2 separate regions of the Ovis aries genome follow, and region 1 is linked to region 2. The links are chromatin contacts, called in public Hi-C maps. All regions are on one chromosome and are shown on one strand. The core of a region is the stretch at or near the end of the contact, and the rest is flanking DNA. Distances in the headings are between cores, read along the strand shown.

Region 1 (7,217 bases), core at 3,356-5,855, 280 kb before region 2:
TTACTGGTTTTACTTTTTTAAACTTCATATTGTTCGGTGTCTGTTGAAACTAGGTTGTTATTTCAAGATTTAAAGTAGAAAACTCATCTTCCCAACTTAACATACTTATGAAGGTATTGAATTTATACCACATAGTTTTAGATGGCTTAAAATTCCATGTTAAGCATTTCTGAGTGTTTTAGTCTTCACTTACTTGCGTGAGGGGTGAAGGATTTTTATAACCTGCTTTTAAATAATAGAATTCTATTTAGAATTCTTCTAGTGCTTCATTAAGAAAATGATGCTTTCATCATGTGTCATTTCTTTATGTATTTTGTTAACTCTGGAAGGCAGTGCTATTGTAAATTCCAATATGGAACAATATAAAATAAGGTAAACTATATTTACTGTGCTAATTTTAATACAGATTTTTGAGCAACAAAGTGGCTGATTGGCACCCTCTGTTGGTCATTATATTTACCTACAGGCAGAAATATGTTAATAAAATAGTTAAAAATTTGTCTTTTATATTTTTGTCTTTTAAATTAGCTTTTACAAATCTTACCAAAATAATTCTCTAAACCAGGTTTATAAGAATAAGGTACACTGTTATATAGCTGTGCTTTTGATTGAGTGATTTTTATGGTTATTTGCTTTTTCTTCAGACTGGCTAATTGTAGCATTTAGAATTGGCATTAACATTGCAGATTTTAAAGCAAGTATTTATTTAACTGTAGCAAACCATTAGCTACAGTAGCACATTGTTAAATAGATAATGTTTAACAATTTTGTTGTCAATTTGGATTAATTAGAAAACATCACGTTTTAGCACCCTAAATAGCAATTGAGTTATTTGAATTGAAAATAATTCAAGCTTCTGAAACATGAGGCTGGATTACTTCATCTCTTAATTTTTTAAAGGCAGACTTAATTATTCTGTAAGATTATATGGTTAATTGGATTTATATTATGGGGGGTTTCCCTGGTGGCTCAGACGGTAAAGTGTCTGCCTGCAATGCGGGAGATCTGGGTTCGATCCCTGGGTCGGGAAGATCCTCTGGAGAAGGAAATGGCAACCCACTCCAGTGTTCTTGCCTGGAAAATCTCATGGATGGAGCCTGGTAGGCTACAGTCCATGGGGTCGCAAAGAGTCGGATACGACTGATTATATGGTTAATTGGATTTATATTATAGTTTGATAATATTTGTGTATAATAAATTTGTTGACTAGTCCTGAAAAGGACTTTTCTATGCAAGTAATTTACAGTTATAGGGGAAAAAAGCTATACCCTTGCCAGGTGGTTGAATAATTTAGAGTGGGAAAATTTTTTTGGTAAATATTCAGCCAGTTGCTTTTGGTGTTTCTATTATTTTAGAATTTCACGTGTCTGCCAAAGCCTTAAATTTAATCCAATTTAATAATGCCTAATGGATTTAAATTTTAGCATAATCTATGACCTATTCCATAATACTGAAGTTACTCACTGTATTAGAGCTTCCTTGTATTTTTTCACTGAAATAAATATTTTGAAGAATTTATGCATTGCTCATATAGGAGATATTTTTAGAAATATTTACTTACAAATGCCAGCCAACTGTGTTTATACTGTTTCTTGTACCAATTTGAGGAAATTGAGATTTGTGTTTGATTTCTAGTTGGCCTTTCAGTATATAATTTCACAACATAGTAGACTATTCAGTTGAATTTTTCACTCTGATGACCTAATAAGCCAGCTGGTATTCCCCAACATGACAAACTGAACTTGTCTATGAAATATTGAACTTGACTCTTAAAAATTTATGATTCAACAAAACATTATTTTGAAATAATGAGTACTTCTATTTTTCACTGAGTGAATTCCCTGTTTTAATTTAAATACCAGTGTAACCACAAAATTATTAGATAGGATCCTGAGAATTTATGGCTTTAAGTCTACTATATTACTTAAGTTATACTTAGTGCTAGATTCTATAAATTCTCTATATATAAATTATATAAATACTATATATATATATAAATGTCCGGTATAGGCTTACTGACCGTAAGTACCTCAGTAAATTATTTTTGCTCCTTTGGAATATATTTCACCTGTAATACTTACAGGCTTAATCCAATAAGAGAGTTAAACAAAAAGTAGGATGATATATTTTGTTTTAAAATTTGATGCATGGTAATGAATATTATGTGCAGGCTTTTTAGCAAGGCTACTGACGTGTGCATAGGATGTGTCATACTCTTCTGAAACTTAGATACACTTCACACTCCCACTCAGTCTTTCTCCAAAAGCCCTTTTAGAATCAAAACAGTATTCAAATGAAGCTTCTATCTTATCACATACTTGAGGTACCTAATTAAATTAACTGGCAGTTAATTGGCTAACCAAATTGAATAGAGACAAAAAAAAAAAAAAAGTGCACAGAATACTCCTGGATACATTGCTCTAGAAATGGAATGCTAATCTCTAAATGTAGGTTATTTATTAGGAAACAGGATATTGGAGAACTGTTTAGAGATGGGATTGATTTGGTGTAATGGAAATAGAATCCCTTCGACTGCAAGGAGATCCAACCAGTCCATTCTAAAGGAGATCAATCCTGGGTGTTCTTTGGAAGGAATGATGCTAAAGCTGAAACTCCAGTACTTTGGCCACCTCATGCAAAGAGTTGACTCATTGGAAAAGACTTTGATGCTGGGAGAGATTGAGGGCAGGAGGAAAAGGGGACGACAGAGGGTGAGATGGCTGGATGGCATCACCTACTCGATGGACGTCAGTCTGAGTGAACTCTGGGAGATGGTGATCGACAGGGAGGCCTGGTGTGCTGAGATTCATGGGGTCACAAAGAGTCGGACACGACTGAGCTACTGAACTGAATGGAAATAACTATTTTGAAAAAAAAAATTGTGATAATAGTATAGTCTACATTCAAACCTGGAAGTGTCTTATATCCCAAGAATTTCCTTTGAGACATTTTCTATTGTCATGGTAATGTTTTCCTCTCCACATTTATTCTCTCTAGAGGGCCACTCCCTTCCTTTGCCACCTTAGTTAATTTATTGTTCTGATATATGCTTAGCGTTTAAAGCTTCAGGGAAATAAATTACAATATTACTTGCACATGAATATGTAGCAGAGAGTAATTTTTTAAATGTTTGTTGGAGATTTTATAGGGATAATATACTCTTCGGTGGTAAGCTCATGGTTAGAAAGTTTATTTATTAACTTTTTCAGATGACTATAATCTGGTAAGCTAGAAATGTAATTTATGAAATGGTTACCCAAGATATGCTTCCTAGGACTTGTGTAAATATGGCATATCTTGTTTATAAATGTAAGAGGTCACAAAAGACTTTCATTGTAGAGTAAACTAATATGCACTCATCAGGGAAAGTACAGGTTATATAAAAAAATCAGAGAGAGAATGGCCCTATTTCTGTTAAAGTCAGCTAGCTGTTGACTAAACATCACAAACTTTGAGTCAAATAGTTTATATTAACTGGAAGTCATTGTTATTCCAGGATATGTGTTTATTTTTAGTATTTAGGCATTTAAGAAAGATTGTTAAAACAATTGCTAATTAGAGAAGATCTTTGTTTTTTCATTAGGTTTTTATTTTCTTTTGACAGTGAGGAGAATTTTGAAAGTAAAGAACGGACAGCTTGTAGAGGAAAGATTGCCATTTCAGGTATGCTGTAATGGATTATTTTTATATTGCTGAGTAAATTCTATAAAGTAACTTCCTAGAGTTAGTGGTTTTTTAAAATTCCTTATATCCATTTTCATTTTTCATTTTATTTTGCATACCTCTACCAGAACATTTGTTCTAAAATACTGTTTTCATCATTGTGCTCTACATTTGTGCAGAATATTACAGTCTGAGCAAACAGATTCATGTATATTATATACATTAATGTAGTTTTCTCTTCAGTACAACACCGTGAAATAAGCAGGGTAGTTCTGTTTTTCTGCAGACTCAGAGGTTAAATGACTTCCTGTAAGTGGTTGAGCTGGGCTACAAACTCAAGTCTTTTGGCTCTCCATTCCTTTTCTGCTCGGAAGTTTCGATGCCGCTTTCTTTTAATGTTTGTCTACTCTGAAATTTCCATGAGGGTTGGAACCGTGTTTGCTTTGTTTGTCACTGTATACCCAGAAACTAATACAGTGCTCAGACGTAGTTATTATTCAGTGAATGTTGACGGGATGGATGACTGCACTCTGTTGCCCATAGGATAGAGAGTAGACTCTCCCCCACCAGAGTTTTATATTTTGATCCAACCATTTTTCCTTGAACTGTATATAGTCCATGGGGTTGCAAAGAGTTGGACACGACTAAGTGACTTTCACGCTCACAACTATTTTTCTAGTCATATTAAGCTGTCTGTATTAGCCATATACTTTTCTCTGTGTTCTGTCTATACACCCTATGCTCCTGACCCCCAGTTAACTCTTGAAATAACTATAGTATCTTCAGGATCTATTAGCTCATCTAAAAGCCTTCCCTGTTATCATTCCCCCAGAAATGATGTTTTCCTTCTCTGGATTCTTAATGCAGTTAGGAAACCCTTTACCACTAGATGGCACTTACGCTGTGTTGTCTCAGTTTCTCCAAAGTGTTTAAGGAAGCTAAAGACAATGGCTTTGGAGATACCACAGATTGGAGTGAATAAGTATGTGACTGACTCATGTGTATGCTAGTTAGATAATGTATCTTTTATAATTATTATCTCACTGATACATTTTAGAAACAACAGACCTCCAGCAGTCCTTAAATAATAACTAGGCTGTTTCATTGGCTGAAAGCCTTATTCTCTTAGCTCCAGGAAGCCTGCTGCTGCATTTCAGGCCATGTCACCCAAGGAACTGTTTTTAGAAACGTGTTCATGATAAATAAAAATTCTACTACGGGACGGGTAGAGCTGAATTTTACATATGACATAATTGTCCTAAACCAGAGGAATTCTTCTTGGCAGAAATTCTTCAGAAAATAACTATATATAAAAATCTGTTGTTTGCTGTATAGTTATTTCTGTTTTCCTCTTTGAAATTATGATATGAGTGGAATAAAACATGTTTTATATGTTATTTATGCTTCTGATGCCAAACATAGCACTTTTACATATTATACAGTTGTTAACTATGTTCAATAAATTTTAAAGTGAAAAAACAAAATATTATAGATTTTTAAAGAGGATTCTAAAAATACTTAAATATAATCCTTAAATAATTAAATATAATTCCTTGCTTATGCTATAGTGCCACTCAGTGTGTTAAATTGTTGTTGAAGACTGAATGCTGTGATAGTTAGCCTCTATTGTCATTTCATAATAGGTTATTGACTGCTGCAGTTCATGAAATTAGTATTAACTGTCCAATTAGAAGAGTGTTTAAATAAAAGCATTTAAGAGAGAAAACTGTTTTCTTGACCACGAATACTTGAGTGTAGAAATTAATCTTATTTCATGTGTTCTTTTATTATAAATGATAATTTTAAATTAAGGAGCCAAAATTCTGAGAAAATGGGATACATTTTCTTCTACAAAATTTCTTCTCATCTTTGCTTAGGCTCAATCATACCGTGTCTGTGTGTTTGTAAAAGATAAAAGCAAAGAATGTTAAAAATGAATTCACCTTTATAAATCCATTTTATTTTGATAAGGGAATGAAAATATGACTTGTTTTGATCAAAGTGAATATGTGCAACAAAATTTCATAGTGTTTCATTGTTTTCCAGAAGATACTTGGGTTTTCTGTTTCCAGCTTCACCACGCACTGGCCAGATCTTTCAGTTCAGTTCAGTTCAGTCGCTCAGTTGTGTCTGACTCGTTGCGACCCCATGAATTGCAGCACGCCAGGCGTCCCTGTCCATCACCAGCTCCTGGAGTTCACTCAAACTCAGTTCATCGAGTCGGTGATGCCATCCAGCCGTCTCATCCTCTGTCGTCCCCTTCTCCTCCTGCCCCCAATCCCGCCCAGCATCAGGGTCTTTTCCAATGAGTCGACTCTTCGCATGAGGTGGCCAAAGTACTGGAGTTTCAGCTTTAGCATCATTCTTTCCAAAGAAATCCCAGGGCTGATCTCCTTCAGAATGGACTGGTTGGATCTCCTTGCAGTCCAAGGGACTCTCAAGAGTCTTCTCCAACACCACAGTTCAAAAGCATCAATTGTTCAGCACTAAGTTTTCTTCACAGTCCAACTCTCACATCCATATATGACCACTGGGAAAACCATAGCCTTGACCAGACGGACCTTTGTTTGCAAAGTAATGTCTGCTTTTCAACATGCTATCTAGGTTGGTCATAACTTTCCTTCCAAGGAGTAAGCGTCTTTTAATTTCATGGCTGCAATCACCATCTGCAGTGATTTTGGAGCCCCCAAAAATAAAGTCTGACACTGTTTCCACTGTTTCTCCATCTATTTCCCATGAAGTGATGGGACCAGATGCCATGATCTGAGTTTTCTGAATGTTGAGCTTTAAGCCAACGTTTTCACTCTCCTCTTTCACTTTCAGCAAGAGACTTTTTAGTTCCTCTTCACTTTCTGCCATAAGGGTGGTGTCATCTGCATATCTGAGGTTATTGATATTTCTCCCGGCAATCTTGATTCCAGCTTGTGCTTCTTCCAGCCCAGCGTTTCTCATGATGTACTCTGCATAGAAGTTAAATAAGCAGGGTGACAATATGCAGCCTTGACGTACTCCTTTTCCTATTTGGAACCAGTCTGTTGTTCCTTGTCCAGTTCTAACTGTTGCTTCCTGACCTGCATACAGATTTCTCAAGAGGCAGGTCAGGTGTCTGGTATTCACATCTCTTTCAGAATTTTCCACAGTTTTTTGTGATCCACACAGTCAAAGGCTTTGGCATGGTCAATAAAGCAGAAATAGATGTTTTTCTGGAACTCTCTTGCTTTTTCCATGATCCAGTGGATGTTGGCAAGTTGATCTCTGGTTCCTGTGCCTTTTCTAAAACCAGCTTGAACATCTGGAAGTTCACGGTTCACATATTGCTGAAGCCTGGCTTGGAGAATTTTGAGCATTCCTTTACTAGCATGTGAGATGAGTGCAATTGTGCGGTAGTTTGAGCATTCTTTGGCATTGCCTTTCTTTGGGATTGGAATGAAAACTGACCTTTTCCAGTCCTGTGGCCACTGCTGAGTTTTCCAAATTTGCTGGCATGTTTGGTGCAGCACTTTCACAGCATCATCTTTCAGGATTTGAAATAGCTCCACTGGAATTCCATCACC
Region 2 (6,717 bases), core at 4,055-6,554:
GGCGATTACCCATTCCAGTCGGCAAACATCTGCTTGATGATGTCTGTGCTCATGAAAGCTACAGCATGTGACTGCTCCCCGGCCCCACGTCCCTGAAGTCTCCACTCGACTTGGTGAGGATGTCAGCTTCCCTCCGAATGCGAGCTGCGAGGCTCAGCGCTCTGCTTACAACTCCCCTCCCCCGGCAGCTCCATTACTCATGTAAACACACAGCAGTGACTAGCACGGGGTGTGTGGGATGAGCTCCGAGGACTTGGCTGGAGCTGCCAGACTGGCAGGCAGGGCTCGCCTCTCTCCACCTCCCCGAATGGGGTGGGTGACTTCATCCTGCCTGTTTTGTGGCTCCTGACCTCCTGCTCCCCGGTCAGAGCGCGATGCCACCTTCTATGAACTGATGAGGCCCTCTGCCTGGAGCCAGGGTGGGGACTATTTTGATTTGAGGACTCTCGGTGTAGCACAGAAGTATTGCCACAACTGACCCAAGTGCTAAGACTTTAATGACGGTGAAGGAAGGATGTACTTTCAAGTCCCTTATCAAAATAATAGCCCAGCAGAGAGCTGATAGAAACTGACAACTTGAGGTAGGTCTGGGGCATTTCATTAAAAGAAACAAAACAACATTGCCTCTGTTCTAAGACTTGTTACTATGATCTTTCCTTCCTAACAATTTTGGCAAAAAGCATTTAAACCTAAAAGGCATTTACTTCCAGAAAAGCTTTCAAATCCCAAAGGCCTTTTAGACAGAGAGAACTCGCATTGAACAGGCTGTTTTAAATAAAGGCAGAGGTTTCGGGAACTGACGATAAGTCACCCCCAAATCGGGTCTATTTTCTCCATTCTTTGAGCTGCTCTTAGAACCCAGAGAGGCACATGCCCTTCCCCAGCAAATTCTGAGAATTACAAATTTAGAACAGGCTAGCAGCTAATAGTCTGGCCACACAAACTGAAGCTCTAAGTAGACTCTGATCAAGAGAAAAAGCCTTTTGTTCCTCAGAAGACAAGTACCCTGATATTTCAGGTATATCCCACCAATCCCCAAAGTATCAAATTTGAATACCTCTGTTAGTCTCACCTCTGAGCTCCTTTTCTGACCTGCCTTTATGGAAGGTATCATTGTGTTAGTTCTACTTTAGCTGGCTTATTCTTACACTGAGTCGGAGAGTCCTCAATGGCAGGACCATGTCCGATTCATCTCTCTCTGCCCCAGTACCCACCCAGGGGCAGTAATGCCTAATACATTGTCGAACAATCAAGTGACTGCTGGAAATAAAGATGCCCACATATACGCCCTTGGTGTCAAGAGCTAGGCCTGTCAACTTGACCGCGTGTATACCGATCACATTGGGCACCTGTAAATGGCATTGACCTTTCCTGCTCACCTGTGAGCTCTGGGAGCAAACACCAGTAACAGGAATTTACCGTGGGAGATAAGATCTCCCGCAGTGGGAGATGAGCCTTTGGTTCCTGCTTAGGGTAACTGTGTCTGGCATCTCAGTGGGGGCCATGATCTTGTCCCACATGCAATGAGCAAATAAACCGAACACCAGATGTTAAAAGTACTGGGGGAGGCATGCAGAACTCCATACAGGCCAGGTTAAGAACCTCCAGGATACAATTAAGAGAGTTTTTAGATCCACAAGACCTAAGGTGAAGCTTTGGGACAGCAGGGCTGGCTTCTGGGGACAGCAAATATTCTTGTCCCCAAATTACTCTTTTTTTCCTACAGGGTCACAAAAAAAAAAAAAAAAAAAAAAACAAATTATTTGCTAGCCGGGTGAATGAAAACAAATGCTTTATGGTGTGGTGGTGGTCAGGGATGGGCTTGCTCCGGCCTTTAACTCTTTTATTAAAGAAACAGCCCACCTCCTCTCAGCTGCCCTGGACCAACTTACACCTGCCCTCTGCTTGACAGCTCAGGGCCGCAGACTTACTGAGAGAACCCGAATCCTATAACTCCAGAATCACACCAGCTCCAGCTGATTTAGAGGAGGCCAGTCTCTACCAAGAAAATGATTCTTGGAAGCTAGCAATACATGTACTGGCAGCATAGTTGGTTCTAGTCAGTTCTACTTTTAAAAACACAGAGCATGAAGCAATAAATGTACAGCTACTTTGACGTGTGTATTGTATATACCCACAGGCCAACCCTGGCCTGGCTTATTCATAGAGTTCAATCAGTGCTCTTTGCAAGAATGTTTTTAATATTACCCACAAATATTAATAATAATAACTGACGCTGACAGAGCACTTTTTCTTGCCAATCAGAGCTTTGTATACAACAACTCATTTAAAACTCAAAACAAGCCCACAGTAAGGCACATTTATTATTATCCCCATTTTACAGACCAGGTAACTGAGACAGAAATTATTTTGTCTTACTTCATACCACTGGTTACTGGTAGTAGAAAGCTTCCCACCCAGGCAACTGACTTTATCCAGAGCTCCTGCTTTCAGGAACTTCCCTTTAACATACACACTTGCTGTGTCTTATAACGACGTATTTACAGTCTTAACTTGGGCTGGCAGACTCCAAGGAGCTCTCCCCAAATGAAAACACTCTCAAATACCACATAGCACAAGAGCGCTATAGCCCATCTCAGGCATCAAACAGCATCCTATAGCCCTGCTGGTGAGCACAGGGTCCCCATCAATCCTGAGCAGTAGGTGATGAGACTTTCACCAAAGTCACAGCGTTCCAATAAAACTTAGAGCACCAAGTACATCACCCCCTTGCAGTGTGCCATCGATGGACTTTTCTGCCTGATCAGTGAATGATGTCTATGGTTTTTTTAAAAAAATATCTTCTCTCTCCGACTGCCCATCTGTTCCTCTTACTCAGTGCCATGAAATTAACAAGTATTCACCACTGTGAAGTCACCGCTATTTCTATAGGTGTTAATCCCAGGAGAAATTAACTACTGCTAGTGCTCCAGGCTACTCTGACATTTAACCCATGTGTTTTGTTTATTCCCTTTTTTTAAAAAAAAATTCCTTCAACTATTAATGAATCATAGTCTCCTTTTTTTTTTTTTTTTTTGACAGTAGAGCAAAACATGTTTTTTTTTTCCCCCCTTAAAGAGTCTGGAAGCTCAGAGTTGCAGGCACTCATTTATGTATTTACTTCACTGTGGGTTCTGACAAGTTATGTGACAGGCAGTGCAGGTGTGGGAAACTTTCATATTGCAATAATAATAATAAAACAAAGGAAATGTAACCAGTTACTGGCAAAGTAAATTGCTTTTGGCTTAAACGTTTCTGTTTTTTTTCCTACTGTGTTCTTCCTGTCATGACCGTCTCTTTTTTTATAACATTTATGCTCTTGAAAATACCACGAAGATAAACTGCTATAAAAGCTGGATTGACTCATCAGTTAACAACTCTTTCTTCTCGTTCTGCAGAGAGGATTTTGTTGCCAACAGAGCTACATAGTCTCTCGAGAAATTCTCTGTGAGCTTCCACTCAGAGATAGGACTTGCTCGTTGGTAGAGACTGGAATTAGGGGAATGGAAAACCAGGCATCATTTTCCTAAGAGTTTGACCCCCAGGGTCAATGTCTAGAGGAAGCCAGCAGAGCATAAACTCATTTGATTTGCAAGTTGTGTGTGTGTTTTTTAAACACTAAACACAAGTCAGAAAACTTAAACTCCACAGACTGAAGTATTAAAATAGGACTGGCAAACATTGTTCTATGTATAGTCTGCATTACTGATAATACTTTGCATTTCTTTAATGCCTTTCCCCTGAGCATCTCAATTCTTTGGTACGTTTTCTTTATAGACAATAATCTTAAAATACTCTGGCAAGTTTCAGCATGGAGCATTGCCCCAGAAAGCTGGCGCGGGGTGGGGGGACCTACCCTAATTTAGTTATCATTTATTGTGTTCTATTTTCAACGTTTCCCTTTTGACTATTTAGAAACTTCCTCTTTCACTACAACAAAAATAGGATGAGTGTTTTTAAAGTTATTAACATATGAGTAAAAGATTTAGAAACCAAGAATGGCAGAAAGCTTGATCAAAGCCACTCCTGAAATTTATGGGTGTAATAAAAGAAAGGCATTTCACAGATAATCTCTCACAGAATTTCAGTTTTCAAATACTAGGGAAAAAAAGAAAAGAAAAACAGAAGCTCTCAGCTCTCATGTTGGCTTTAACTTAAAGCCAACATTTTTGCTTTTAAATTCATAAACGATTCCCTGAAATTCTGTTTCAAATCCACAGTTACATTCCATATACTCCCCAGTCCACACCTCACAGAGTGGGGCTGGAAAACTGCAGCTGCCGGGACTCAGTGTCTGATAACTGGTTGACTCCGTGAACTCACAAAGCATTAATTATTTATATGGACTTAAGATCATGCAAGTTTACTTTTATTCTGTTGGTCTATAAATAATTTTCCACACTCAACAGAAATGTTTGGGAAGCAACTGTGCTGAGATGCGAACACACATCAGGCCATTAACAAGCACAACTCCATCCTGGAGGACTTTCTGGCTTAAATGATGATTTCAGAGCAATAGGCACAATTTAAACAAAATTTAAAAAGAAAAAAGCTGCAAGAGTGATATCATGTCCTGTAATTTTCCTGATCGTTTCCTTTTTAAGAGTAATTTTTTTTTCTCTCAAATAAAGGCATTAATAAGGTGAGTCCAGAGTTGTGAGGAGTTCCCCAGGTGGCACTGGTGGTAAAGAACCTGCTGCCAAAGCAGGAGACCTGGGTTCAATCCCTGGGTCGGGAAGATCCCCTGGAGGAGGGCACGGCAACCCATCCAGTATTCCTGCCTGGAGAATCCCATGCAGAGAGGACACTGGCGGACTACAGTCCATAGGGTCGCAAAGAGTTGGACATGATTGTAGCAACTTAGCAGCAGCAGAGTTGTCAACTGAGGCCAGCAAGTGTTGTAAATGTTAGTCACCCAGTCGTGCCCGACTCTTTGTGGTCACACTCGCTACTCTGGATCTGACGGCCACTTGGAGTTTCCAAGTTTGCTTCAGCCCAAGCCGCACCTTAACGGTGCTTGAACCACAGTGCCTACTAAATACAATTAAGCATTTCCAATGAACTACACTCTCACAGAACCCAGGTCCTCTCCTACCACCTGTGGAAGGGTAAGCAGAAGTGTTATGAGAAAGACGATTGGAGAAAAAAAAAAAAATAAGCAGGCTTTATATGAGGTCCAGGCACTTTGGCTCTTTGTCACTGAGGTCCCTAAGAGTCACTAATGAGAGTGGAATGTATTATTGCATTGGCCATACCTGGACTGCTCAGGCAACTTAAGTCCAAAACAGTTGTGGACTTCATTGACTGCTCAACAAACCATGTAAGCGAACACTTTTGTAATGCCTTCCCAACCTGCCCCGTCTTACTCACTCCTGTTTCATACTTGTGAATGCTGGAGCAATTGTTAATGCCTCTGATCAAAGTTTTAGTAAATTCATAGGCATGTGACTTGCATAGCTATTTCCTGATCCGCCTTCTCTCTGCCCTGGAGGTCTTCATTTCTCAGAAACACTTAACAACACAGATTATTTTACTTCTCCCCTTCCCCCAGCCTATAAATGGAACTTGACTTGCTAGCTCATCTGTATTGCTAATTAGTCTGAAACCATGTGTCTCTGTGCATTCTTGCCATTAATGCAGGAGCAAACCTCTTTTTCACTCAGGTTTCACCACCAGTGATGGGCAGATCTCTATCTTTATTTCCCCTCTGTGCCTTGAGGGAGGAGACAGGATTTAAATGACCGAATGCTATCTATTTGTTCTTCCAAAATGATGTAGGGAATTCTAAAGGAATGTAGAAACATTCTGGAGGTCTATGATAGGTATGACAGGCACTGGGCAAAGAAGGAAGGGATCATAGTCGCTTTTCACCATCACTTTGGTGGGCAAAATCTAGGAGCTAAATCGAGGTGGAGAGTGAGGAGAGATTCTGGGTCTTCAGAGTACTGACTCTTTATGGAGAGAATTCTTGAAAAGGGGAGGTGACTGAAATCAGTGCCAGACCTCTCAGACTTTGGTTTGTCTGGTGACCCACAGATTCTGCCAGGGGGACCATCTCAGATGAAAAAGCCCCTTCAGGAGCTGTAAGGGGATAGAGGCAGCAGCTCATAGCCGCCCTGCAAATGGTTATTCATCTTTGGGATAATGGAGTCTATAGACCATGGTATCAGGAGCCTATGGAAAGACTGGAATTCCAAATATTTTGTAAAGAGACATCGGGGCAGAGTGGATACCTGAGGGCCTAGCTTGCTCCTCAGACTGCACACAGAGGATCCCGTTTCCTCCCCCAGCTGCAAAGTCTTGTCATGAAGTCACAACCCCAGCAAAACTAACAACTGGACTCTCAAATACCACAGTGGCTCAAATGTGACTTTCACATCTACCTCGCAACTCATTTCTCCTGCTATTCATTTCCCCAGATGTCAGGTATCCATCAGCCAACTCCAAACCCCCAGCTCCTCAGTTTAAATAAAAGGAAAGATCATGCTGGATGTTGAGGGAAAAAAGCTGCATCGCAACTACTACACTTAGAACAAATGTATTGTCTCACTGCTCACTGTATCTGCTTTCTTAAGAATCTGAAATAACTCGTTTGCATTTTTTGATAACTATTCAATATACACAGATTTAAATCTTTCTTAATATAATTATCTGTAATATCAAGAGAATATTAACTTAAGAAACTAGTGCTTTGTTTTAGGCTATTTAAAGATTCAC

What was found. Hi-C and Micro-C count contacts between places; a contact is called where the count stands out from the background.
Region 1: a Hi-C map of mixed tissues shows a contact between it and region 2, with 7 times the contacts expected there. The contact joins two enhancer-like sites. A contact is called at or near these places in 8 of 16 Hi-C or Micro-C datasets (hypothalamus, liver, mixed tissues and 4 more).

The regions. Positions count from the first base shown.
Region 1 is chr25:17,603,314-17,610,530 of ARS-UI_Ramb_v3.0, reverse strand. It overlaps RTKN2 (rhotekin 2), which reads left to right. Exons shown (of 12, transcript XM_027962251.3): 3 at 3,605-3,663. Among named protein-coding and RNA genes, the nearest start is that of RTKN2, 41 kb to the left of the region's middle. Within about 2 kb of position 4,605, at least 7 of the 54 cell types and tissues checked have an H3K27ac peak or open chromatin away from gene starts, as enhancers often do.
Region 2 is chr25:17,321,223-17,327,939 of ARS-UI_Ramb_v3.0, reverse strand. All of the region lies in intron 5 of ARID5B (AT-rich interaction domain 5B), which reads right to left. Among named protein-coding and RNA genes, the nearest start is that of ARID5B, 140 kb to the right of the region's middle. Within about 2 kb of position 5,304, at least 6 of the 54 cell types and tissues checked have an H3K27ac peak or open chromatin away from gene starts, as enhancers often do.